Regions from separate parts of the Danio rerio genome. Here region 1 is linked to region 2. A link is a contact called in public Hi-C data. All regions are on one chromosome and are shown on one strand. Each heading gives the region's core, a stretch centred on a gene start, on an enhancer-like site or on the middle of the called end of the contact. The rest is flanking DNA. Distances are from core to core; before and after follow the strand shown.

Region 1 (5,841 bases), core at 1,061-3,560, 220 kb after region 2:
ATGAAGCCAAGCCAAATCGTTTCTCTCAGAAGGGAATGTCAGCGTTTTCTCATGGGCCAATGAAAGCTGATGATCTTTTACACAGTTTAGCTCCATGTTTGACTACTTACTTTAAATAAAAAACAATGAATAAGAAATCTCAAAATTAATTAATCAAGCAATAACTGGTTAATTTTTTTTTCTTAAAATGCTCCTACTGAATACCAGCCAACTTCATTAAACAGTATTTGTTGTTTATGGCGTAAAACTGCTTCAGGATTAGATTTATGCATTTTATATAATCTAATTTATGCATCACATCTTGTTTAATCTCATTTTTAAACCTGTAAGTAAACACAATCAAGGTCCAGATTTAGAATCCAACATGATTAAAATAACGAACAGCTTTCGGTAATCATGATAAAATTAAATCCTATCTGAAATGTTCTTTTCAAAAGAACAGGCTTTCTATTTTTCCCCATTCACTCAAACAATTATCTCTGATTATGCATGCAAAGATTTGGTCTTGGCAGAAAGATTATTTTACAGCACCAGGGGGGCCTAACATCTTAAAGCAACATCTAGCAAAGCATGAAATAATCCATTTGCTTTAATGTTGATGCAAAATGCAAAATGTTCTGATGAAAAAATAAAGAATGATAAGTATAGTTTTGTTTCCAAGTGTATTTTTTTCCAGGTTATCTAAAATTCAAAAGAAGGAATATTTTTACCACCACAGCCCAATTAAAGTAAAAAAAAACACAATAAAATGATTTAATTAATTAATAGTGGGACATCTTGTCACATATAATGCAAAGAAACCTATTACCTCTTCCGTCATGTTTTCTGGCTAACGCTGACTCGAGTTCACTTTGCTTCTGTCTCCTGCTATCCTGATCCTGACACAGTTCCCACAAGATTGACTGCCTCTTTGCCATTTTGAAAATACAAATTATTATTAGGGTGGCCACTATGCCATTATTTATAAATGTAAGAAAGATGATTGGATGAAAATATTGTTGAGTGCCAATAGTTAAACCTGACTTTTGCGCCCACACATTTTCTGGAACAGGATCCAGCAAGATCTGGCTCAAATTAAGCACTGGGTGTCACATGAAATACAAATATTCGGTAACACTTTACAATATGGTTCATTAGTTAATGCATTTACTAACATGAACTAATCGTGAACAACACATGTACAGCATTTATTAATCATAATTGAACATTTACTAATGCATTATTAACATCCAAGTCCATGCTTGTTAACATTAGTTAATGCACCATGAGTCAACATGAACTAACAATGAACTACTGTATTTTCATTAACTAACTTTAACTAACATGAACAAATACAGTAGTAAATGTATTGTTCATTGTTTGTTCACGTTAGTAAATGCATTAATTAACATTAACTATTGAACCTTATTGTAAAGTGTGACCAAATATTCACATGAATGTGTTCCAAAACCCCATTTCCTGAGTATTTAATATGTGATTTACTTGTGACTTTAACATATAACGCTTATGTGATGCACTTGAGTTTTTTTTCTGTAAAGACGAGAAATAAATTAACATAAAAAGTCCTCAATGTATCTATTTATTGTGTTTATGTTCATTTCTTTACATATAGGCTGACTGTGCTATAAACTGTCCATGCAAAAAATATAAGTAGGATTTATCCTATTGTCTTCATATAATATATCTTAACTAATCCCAAAGAGGGATTTGTCAGGTCTTATTATTTTTACTATTATTTAAAAGTGGAAAAACCAAAAAGAGAGATTATTTAACATTTTAAGCAAGTCACGGTTATTATGCAACATAAAATATTTCTTTTCTGAAAATGAAACGCATTAAAATAGTGCAGCTGTTTTTACAAAAAGCGTAAAACTAACATTTTGTGAAAACTGGCTAATGAAAGTCAACCTACAGTAGGCCTAATCTTACCTTTTTGAAGTAGGTTATGGGAGTTAAATAAAAACATGTAACCTACATGATAAATATAAGTTTTAGAAACTGAAAATAGGGAGAATATAAGTTAACCATTGGGAAAGAAGACAATGAGCAACCGCACTTTTCATTCAAACCCTCATTTAAAGTCCTCCTCACAACCTGGTCTTCATTGTTTGGCGATTTTTTATCTTCAATGCTTTCGTCATGATATTTTCAAAAGAAATTTGACAGTTTTACTACATAAACATACCCGTATTATGTAGAAAGTGAAGTGAAAATCTCATCATAATGGTGAAGTATTTGACGACAAGCGTGCGCACGCCATACAGTTCAACAGTTTGGACAGTCCAACTTGAGATCACGTCACCATGTAACTGGTGTACAAGTGTCCAATGAGGGTCTCTTATGATGCGGAGTCATGGCGCTGACATGAGCGAGCCCAAAACCGACATGCTAGCAAATTTAAACCATACATACACAAATTAATCCAATCTGCCGAACTATCCGAGGCGAATATTAACAGAAACAGTCAACGGCTGGCTTCGGTAAGTAGAAAAGCGTACGAAACAGCTTATGTATAAAGGTAAAATGTGACGCTTCTCGTGTTGTTTTTCTCAACAGGCAGGCAGACAGGCAACAGACGGTCATTGTGTCGGGAAAGCGATTTCACGTATGTTTATGTTATGAATACTGACGCTGGATTTTTCTTCAAAGTCTTTTGATTACTTAACGTTACTGGTTTGGAAATTGCAATAGAAGCTGTTTCGTTGATGCCTCGTTAGTATATAGTTGGAGTAGGTGAAGATGAGCAATGCATGACATTATCGGTCAAATCTTAAAATAGACTGTAATTTGAAGGTCTTTTAGACTATAACAAAAACAGGTGTGACAAAAGGTTGAAACTAGCTTTAACCCCAGCGTGTAAAGACTAACTTTTATAGGCATCTATAATGGCTACACTAACGTCATCGGTCAAAATTGCAATAACATTTTAAAATATTACACTTTTATTTAGATTTTATATTAACTGTTGTAATGTATTTTAAAACGTAATTAACTAATGTGATTTAAATCAATACATCAATACTGTCCTTACCATCCTTCTGAAATCACATATAGATAAATACACATTTTATTTAATATATATATATATATATATATATATATATATATATATATATATATATATATATATATATATATATATATATATATATATTATTATTATTATCATTGTGCTGCCTCATATTTTGATGCAAAACTATCAGTACAAAAATATTAATACAAAATATTTTGTTATCATCAGTGGCACAATAAATTGATCAAAAGGTACAGTAAAATTATTTGTTACAAAATATTTTATTTCATATGTATATATGTATACACACACACACACACCTTTTACATAGACACACACATAGACCATTTTGAGGGATGTAAACAGTAACGGGGGTCCAAATCTATTTCCTGTTTTACATTTTTCATTTCCATATTCCAAGAATCCTGAAAGGTCTACATATTGATAAATAATGTTAGGATATGATTCAATTGCCTCTTGTTACAGTTATTAAAATTGTTTGACAACAAGCAGGAATAGTCATGGGCTAGTGACATCACCACATTGAAATGGTCTAATTCACAATATAAGAGGTTTTATTTGAGGTGAGAAGAGACTTTTTTTTCTAAAAGTATGTTTTTTTTTAAGTTTGACTGGCAGTATATACAAACACATATATTGTAAGTTGTTCTGACAACAAATTAATAAACAAAACAAAATCTGTTTATTTTTATGCTATAATCAATAGTTTTCCAAAAATTTAAAAACGTTTGTAAATATTGTTGCCGCTCAATGTATTGTTTTGTTTAATATAGAGCACTAATTTAATTTCTAAAATAACAAGAAATTGCTAACAGAACAAATCCTATCTTATTACAAGGGCTACTGGTGGGTTTCTGCATAAATGTGTTGAATTGAAGACTAGTTTATCTGGCTAAATAGGGTGAAGCAGAGTTTGATCTTGGATGTCCCGGGACCCAGTATTGCTCAGCTGCTGTATTTGGCTTGATGGAATGCAGAGCCGAGGCAGCTGTGTTATGGTGGGTATTTCTCAGCCAGGTGCAACATTAGACAGAAGGCCACTGATGGGTTAGACACACACACAAAGGGTGTACAATGGCAATAGATGGAAATGAGGCCCTGAGGGGTTCATAAAGGGATTTGCTATTGTTCAACAAGATACATAAACATCATCCACTGGTTGCCAGATCTAAAGGGTCAAGCAAATAAGAAATGATATGGAGGTCAATTTACCTACATACAAATACTGAAAAAATGTTTTGTGTGATAAACGTTTTTAAAGGAATCGTTCACCTAAAATCATTTTTTTTTTGTTAATTTACTTATCTGCAGGTCATCCAAGGTTTTATTAGCTGAATTTGTGGTCCTTGGGATTAATATAATGGCAGTAAATAGTAATAGGCTTTTAGATTAATTATAAATGCATACAAACAAGTCCAGACCAATAACCATGGCTTCTGATGACACACTGAGATCTTGTGAAGCGAAATGATTGGTCTGTGTAAGAAATTAAACATTATTAAAATATAATTAGCTTTAATCCAAAGCCTGGGCAAACAGATCTCTGCGCATGTGCAAATGTAGTTCTGTCGATATAATGTCGAAAGTGCAAAGGTGGTACTTTAACAGCAGTTCAGGTGACGCAGTTTGTTGATATTGGTTGATAGATATTGACAATTGCATCACCAGCTTTTGTACATTCGTCATCAAAAGCGACCAGTCTACAGTCTTCTTTAATATTCCACTGAAGATGAAAGTCACCTACATCTTTGATAACTTGAAGGTCAGTAAATTAACAGGACATTTTCATTCACATCAACTATCCCTTTAAGAAACCTCTGTGTTCAGAATGAATGTTTTGTACTGTTGATATGGCAGCTCCTGCTTATTATAGATCATGACATCTCCTTGATATGACAAGACAAGAAGTCAGGAAACATCTAGTGTCGGTCACTGTCACCCATCATGCTATTCTAAGGCCGAATGGTAAACATAGTACTAGTAAGCACTTTGGTATGCGAGTTACCCAATACCTGACATGTATGAAAGGAACGGGATGGTTGCATCATGACCATGACCTGCTGAAAACCAGAGCTCAGCTATACAGAGCTGCCAGATTATTTGTGAATTGCAGGATCATTATTTCTCATTGTCAAGAATCAGATAGATTGTTTGATTCTAAAAGTTTGAAACTATCAACAAGATTAGGGTCTGTACCATTTTTTTCATAGTTTTGATAAAAATATCCTATGATCATCAAGTCTGTATTGATTTGAACAAAACTATAGCACTGTCTAATATTACTACACTACAGCTGGATAAAAGGCTCTGTTTTACATATTTGAAAAACTAAAACGTTAACATTCTAAAAATAAAAATAAAAATTCTTGTGATGGCAAAGCTGAATTTTCAGAATCATTCCTCCAGTCTTCAGTGTCACATCTCACTTTCAGAAATCATTTGGATATGTTGATTTTCTACTTTGTTTATTATCTGAAACTTAGTATTTAAGTGGAAACCAAAATGCATATTTTTTTCAGGATTTAAGAAAAAATAGAATAGAAAGAGAAAACTTTTTTTAATAAAAACGTATTTAAAACTCCTTTGATCCATTTAATGCACCTTTACTGAAGATTTTCTTAAATTTTAAGCCCCTTAATTTAGTTTAAGCCTCCTATTATGTTATTATCGGTTCAAGTTTTAACATACAAAAAAAAGAAAAATACATTACATGTTTTAAAAAATGTTCTGTGGGAGGGTGAAAATTCTTGAAATACATTTATACAGTTGAAGTCAGAATTATTTGGCCCCCTTAATTATTAGCCTCT
Region 2 (6,164 bases), core at 2,052-4,551:
ATTAAACCTTTCAGTGGCTTATGGCATAGCAGACCTTCTGCTGGCTTGGACCAGATGCAGAACACTCTTTGAAGCACATGCATCAATAAGCTTTTATCACACTGTAGGCAGCTTGTAGATTGTCCTCCTTGGACCACTGTAGTAATTTTTACCACTGCTGCCTGTAAGCAACCCACAAGCCATCAGATGATTTGACTCAGTTGTCTTGCCATAGCAAGTTGTCAGTTGAGACAAGGTTAGTCAGACCTTTTTATAACTGCACATGTGAATTGATTGTATATTTTACCATCTAATCTATCAAGACCTTAATATGTGCCTCGTTAGGAGATGTCAAAAATACCACATTCAAAAGCAAAGCATACACAAGTATTGGCAAAAATACATTGAAATGTATTAAATACCTCAATTTTACATGTATCAAAATAAACTCAAAATACAGCAGCCACAAATGTATCAAAATAAAATACTGTATTTTGCATTTTGAAAATGCTGCAAAATACTTTTACCTGGGAGCATGACATTTCTTCGCAAACCTTCCATATTCAATCAGTCCCTTTACCTTTAAAGTGAAGTACACAATAATTGACAGCAGCAACGTTTCTCTGAGCAAGTTTAAGTCAGCTTGTCCGCACCTCGTTGACCTCTCCTATGAGACAAAAACACCTGAATAGGTATTCATAAACCTTTGTTTCTGTTTGAACACGAAAGTCACTGGTTTGTGTCCCGGCTGGGTCAGTTGCCAATATTTTTAGCATACATTTTGTACAAATTTTATACAGAAAGTCCTGTCTTGAAGATGATGTCTTTAATCACTGTAAAACACCATATAATGCAGATTATGAGCTGGAACATAGTATCTCTTTATTGTGTTTCCATCATTTGCGTGGCCATTAAAATTGACACCATCTCTTAACAGCCTTATATTTTAAATGGGTGATATATGAAGAGGTTATTTACATTTTTTGTACACATAATTCTTTTAAATTAATTTAAACTTTGACATCTTTAGTCAGACATGTCCTCTTCATTTGAGCACCAGCAGATTAACTAGTGGCATTTAAAACTGCCAATGAAGTATCGCAGAAATCGCCACTGTGGGATTTATTTTAATATTGTTAATGTCTTATTTTCTTGGCATCTACATTAGCAATCCACCGTAAACTACTATTATATGTGCAGTATACTCTTTCTCCCAAGAGTTTTTCAGTTCTTATGGAAGAGTGTCAAGTTACCTCCTTAGTGAACACCAGTACAGCCTTTTGGAGGTTTTGTTAGTGCATAATATTTTATTCATACTCCAAGCATTGACGCCCTTCTTCAATATTAATAAATTTTCTGTTCTGATGTCAATCCTAGGCAAATAACTGAGAAAGCATGAATTTGAGGCTGCATTTTTACAAAGTCATCATGTAGACTTCTTACAAAGTATTTTACAGTACTTTAAAAATACAAAAATAGAAGACACTAAAGTATTTTTACTACAAAATATTAACCAGTTTTCATAAACCCTATCAAATACAAATGACAAAATACTATTTTGTATTTGAAATACATTTGAAATACTTATATCGCCTATCCCTGAGCATACACAATTTTTTTTTGTGTGTGTGTTTAAAATAGTTTTATGGTAAGTTAAATCTAAATTCAAAATAAGTGTGAGAAACATTTTTTAATTTGCGACTTGCATTTTGGTTTTATAGTAAAGTTTAATAATATACAGATTAATAATACACACTGAAAAATATGAAGTCCTGCAACTTTATTTCCAGCCACCAGAGGGAGGAAGAAGATCAGAGGATCTAGAATGTTACCAGTATTAAACAGCACTGTCTATTAGCATTGCAAAACTTAACCACAAAGTTAAAAAATGTGCATAATTGTCAATGAATCACAGTGAGTAAAATAATAAATTAATAACATGAACATATTGTGATTTATGTTGTAGTAATACTAGGATCACTATACACTAATGTTTAACAGCATGTTTTGCAAGTTATTACATTTAGCAATGAGAAATTAATAGTACTATGGATTATGTTTCTGATGCAGTACTAGTAGGCTGTGCGTACATGCAGATTTTAAGTTTGTTATGGAGTGACTCCATAACAGGGCTGTCCAGTCCTTTCCAGACATCTAGTCTAGTCAGTTGGTCAATCACTTTTAGTCCCTAAAAGCAGTTCTTTCTGAGTCTAAATGTCACATGTACTGCAAAGTAGGACACAACACACACTCACTCAGACACATACACGCACAGATTTACACCTACACACATGAACACGCATTCCCTAGAGTCTGCCTGCCAAAGAGCTCTCCCTCAAGACTTGAGTATTTCATTAGTGAGATAAAACAGGGCTGAGCCTACTGAGGTTGCCAGTTTCACTGATGAGGAAAAGAGTAGCAAGGGAATCAGAAAGAGAGAGAGAGAGAAAGAGCAAGAGACAGAGAGGGGGCTGTGATAAACTCTGCTGCGAGCCCTCCTGTAAGCAGAGTGAGAGAGTGCAGGAGCAACAGCATAAGATTTGGACAGAACTGTGAGCAGGACCTACCACAGATTTTGCTCTTTGGGGAGAGCGTGCATTTGTTTTTGTCACCCAAGGCTGATGTATTTGGGTGTGATCGTCCCATCAAGTGCTTTAAAGTTGCTCCGAGGGAGACTGATTTTTCCCTGCAAGGAAAAAAAGGCAAAGGAAGGCCAAAGGCTAAGAAAACTGGATCATTTCCAACTTCCAATTCCCTCAGGACTTTTTTTTCCCACCTCGGCTTCAAGAAGGAACCACATGTGAAGACTGATGGGGCAAGAGCTTAGCGTTGCTTACCAGAGAATCTTCTCAGCTGCATCACCACACAGACTCCACATCCCAGGAGCGAGACGGAGGTGAAGAATCAGAGAGAAAGTGAGAGGGAATCTGAGTAATTTCCATCCAGTTCCCCCTTTCCCAGTTTGGGACCTTCTTTAGTTGCCCTCTGCTACCCCCCATGGGGCAGGAAGCGTGAAAAATCTCACTAATGGGTTTATTTGCTGTCAGCTCAGCGACGACCTGTCATTTCCCAGGATTGCTCCGCACTTGACACATTTCATAGTCGAGTAAGCTTTGCTTTGTTTTTGCCAAAGGGGCTTGAGCCTCACACTGGTAGCTGCTGAGAAGATCAAGAGCAGGCTGAGGTATCAGGTGGAGTGGACAAGTTCCTTAATCACTTTGCCTGCCTCTTACAGTATTTATCTCCCTGTGAGGTCAAGCGTGCGGGACGTCTCGCTGTTCCTTTGTATTTCTTGAAGTCGAGAACTTCCCACAGAGAGAAGGACTGTGATAGAGTCTGCTTTCTGACCCAACAACGGTCTCCTGGCTGGTGGGCTGAAGATGCGTTGCTGGGTACTAGCTGTGGTGACGGCTGTGCTCTGGAGCCAGTGCATCCCTCTAGGGTGGGCCGAGGGCAGGAAGGTGCCTAAGAGGCTGAAGGAAGGCGCTCCACAGCACACCGAAGCATTCAACACCACTCTTTCCAACAGCGAGGAGCTGGATGGCAGCCCAAAGGTAGATATCACATGAGCCTTTCTCAATGCATTGCTGTTCATTATCCAGCGCTGCGCATTAACACCACTTCACATCAGAGTGTTCAGTAATAGTTTTACACAAGCTCTTGTTTAGAAGCAGTGTTCAGGTGTGCAGTCTTTTTAGGGCTATACAGCAGCTCGATGCAGCATTCTCAAATATGTCTAAAAGATGATTATTATTCAAGTAAAGGTGTTTTGAAGTGCTAATACAGTCAACATTGTGCTTTTAAAGGTATGGGCTCTGAAAAAGGCTGATTTTACAATTTTGCTTTGACCTTTTTATGTAGCTTTGTCAGATATTGTATATTTGATAATGGTTGTTATAATTAGCTTGTTTCTGTGTGACTTCATTTTACTGACATTGAAGGTAATCAGCAAGGCTGTGAAACACAGATGGCTGACGCCACTGTTACAAGTGTTTTAAATATCTTGGGGCTATGTTTTATCGAGAGTCTTACCCTAATGGCTGTTCTACTGTATAAGTAAAATTACTTGAGAATGATGAAAGGTGTTTACATGATTTAATACACCTTAAATTATATATATATATATATATATATATATATATATATATATATATATATATATATATATATATATATATATATATATATATATATATATATATATATATATATATATATATATATAAAAATTATATATATATATATATATATATATATATATATATATATATATATATATATATATATATATATATATATATATATATATATATTTAAATTGATGGTGTATTAATGAAGAGTTCAGATGAAAAAAAAACTTGAAGTGCCGTCTGAAATTTCCATAGAAAATGAGCATTATTCTCAGCCTCCCTTGTTTATGCTGAGTTATTTTACTTTGAAAATCATAAAAGGAACTTATTCTTTGCCATAAAAGTGAAATTACTGAACCTAAGCATTGTATATATATATATATTTATAAATATGTTTATTAATATTTTTTATATATACAGTTGAAGTCAGATTTATTAGCCTTCTGAATTATTAGCCCCCCTGTTTATTTTTCCCCCTAATTTCTGTTCCCCCTAATTTTTTCAACACATTTCTAATCATAATAGTTTTAATAACTCCTTTCTAATAACTGGTTTATTTTATCTTTGCCATGATGACAGTAAATACTATTTTACTAAATATTTTTCAAGACACTTCTATACAGCTTAAAATGTCATTTAAAGGCTTAACTAGATTATATAGGTTAACTAGGCAGGTTAGGGTAATTAGGCAAGTTATTGTATAATGATGGTTTGTTCTGTAGACTATCGGAAAAAATATAGCTTAAATGGGCTAATAATGTTGACATTAAAATGGCTTTTAAAAAATTTAAAACCAAATCAAATCAAATAAGACTTTCTCCAAAAGAAAAATATTATCAGACAAGCTTTGAAAATTTCCTTGCTCGGTTTAACATAATTTGGAAAATATTTAAAAAAGGGGGGCTAATAATTCTGACTTCAACTGTATAAATATATATATTTGCATTGAATGGATCAACAAGTAATAGTAATAGCCCTTTTAACTGTACAAAATGTTTTGTTTTAAATAAATCCTAAAACTTTTGATAGAAAATTATTTAAAAATGTTTTCATAAAATGATTTTACAGAAATCCTTAAAATGTTTTGTGGTTTCCAAAACTGTTTATGCAAAAATAAATAAATAAATAAATAAATTACATAAATAGAAAAATAAATAAAGAAAACTTAAATAAAGTCTTGGGGCCCTATCATACACCCGGCGCAATGAGGCACAAGGCCTATGATAGGGCTCAATACTTGTTTGCTAGTTTCAGCTTGGCGCAAGAGTCGTTTTGAGGCGCCACGCTCTTTAAATAGCAAATGCATTTGCGCTCATATGTGCGCCCATAGGCGTTCTGGTCTAAAAAGGAAGGCGTTCTGAGGTGCACTGCTTGTGCGTTGCTATTTTGAAAAACTATAATATATTTTTCATTAGACCAAAACAAACCCGGTCTAAACTCCAGCGCAGAGCCTTCTTAATATCGGGAGGCTTTTTCAGTTCATTCATAGCAATTTGCTTTTGTATAATGTTATTATTATTAGCAGTATTATTTATTAAATCCATATTTATATTTCGTTATTATCGTTCATTCATTCGTTTGCTGGAAATTAAAACTGAATTTAGAAATAGTTTTGAAACAAATATTTGTGCTTAACAAACTAAATTAATTATTTATAGGCTAATTGATGTCTGTGCATAAAGGTTTCCCTATCCAAGAGTGAAGTGAAAGTAGATCGTTTATCTCTCATTCTTGCGCGGTAGATGCTCTGTTTAACTGTTTTCTGTTAAAAAAACTGTTAACTGTTTGCTAGTGAAATGCTCAGTTTTTCCACTTCCAAATGCGCTTATGGTGCGACGCAGCTGGCTCTTAAAGGGAATGAGAGATGAGACTCTGATTGGTTTATTCTCAAAACACACCTATAACTCATTAAGAAAATAAACTCAACCCTTTTAGACCATGCGCCACGGCGCAAAGCGGATTTTACTGTCTTTAAATTAGCGAAAATTAATTCTGAAAGCGTTTGCGCCCTGCGCTTTGCGCATGGACCGTCAAAATAGAGCCCTTGGAGTTTAA

What was found. A called contact is a pair of places that touch in the nucleus more often than the background predicts.
Region 1: a contact with region 2 is called in a Hi-C map of an unstated tissue, with 4 times the contacts expected there. The contact joins the promoter of syt6a here to the promoter of c1qtnf12 in region 2. A contact is called at or near these places in 1 of 18 Hi-C or Micro-C datasets (an unstated tissue) and 1 of 4 datasets of contacts at active chromatin or transcription factors (embryo).

Annotation. Positions count from the first base shown.
Region 1 is chr23:27,866,768-27,872,608 of GRCz12tu, forward strand. It overlaps syt6a (synaptotagmin VIa), which reads right to left and starts at 2,311. Exons shown (of 10, transcript XM_073939012.1): 1 at 2,186-2,311. It overlaps klhl21 (kelch-like family member 21), which reads left to right and starts at 2,370. Exons shown (of 6, transcript NM_001320407.1): 1 at 2,370-2,480; 2 at 2,557-2,605.
Region 2 is chr23:27,644,322-27,650,485 of GRCz12tu, forward strand. It overlaps c1qtnf12 (C1q and TNF related 12), which reads left to right and starts at 3,302. Exons shown (of 8, transcript NM_001080078.1): 1 at 3,302-3,533. The coding sequence starts at 3,360.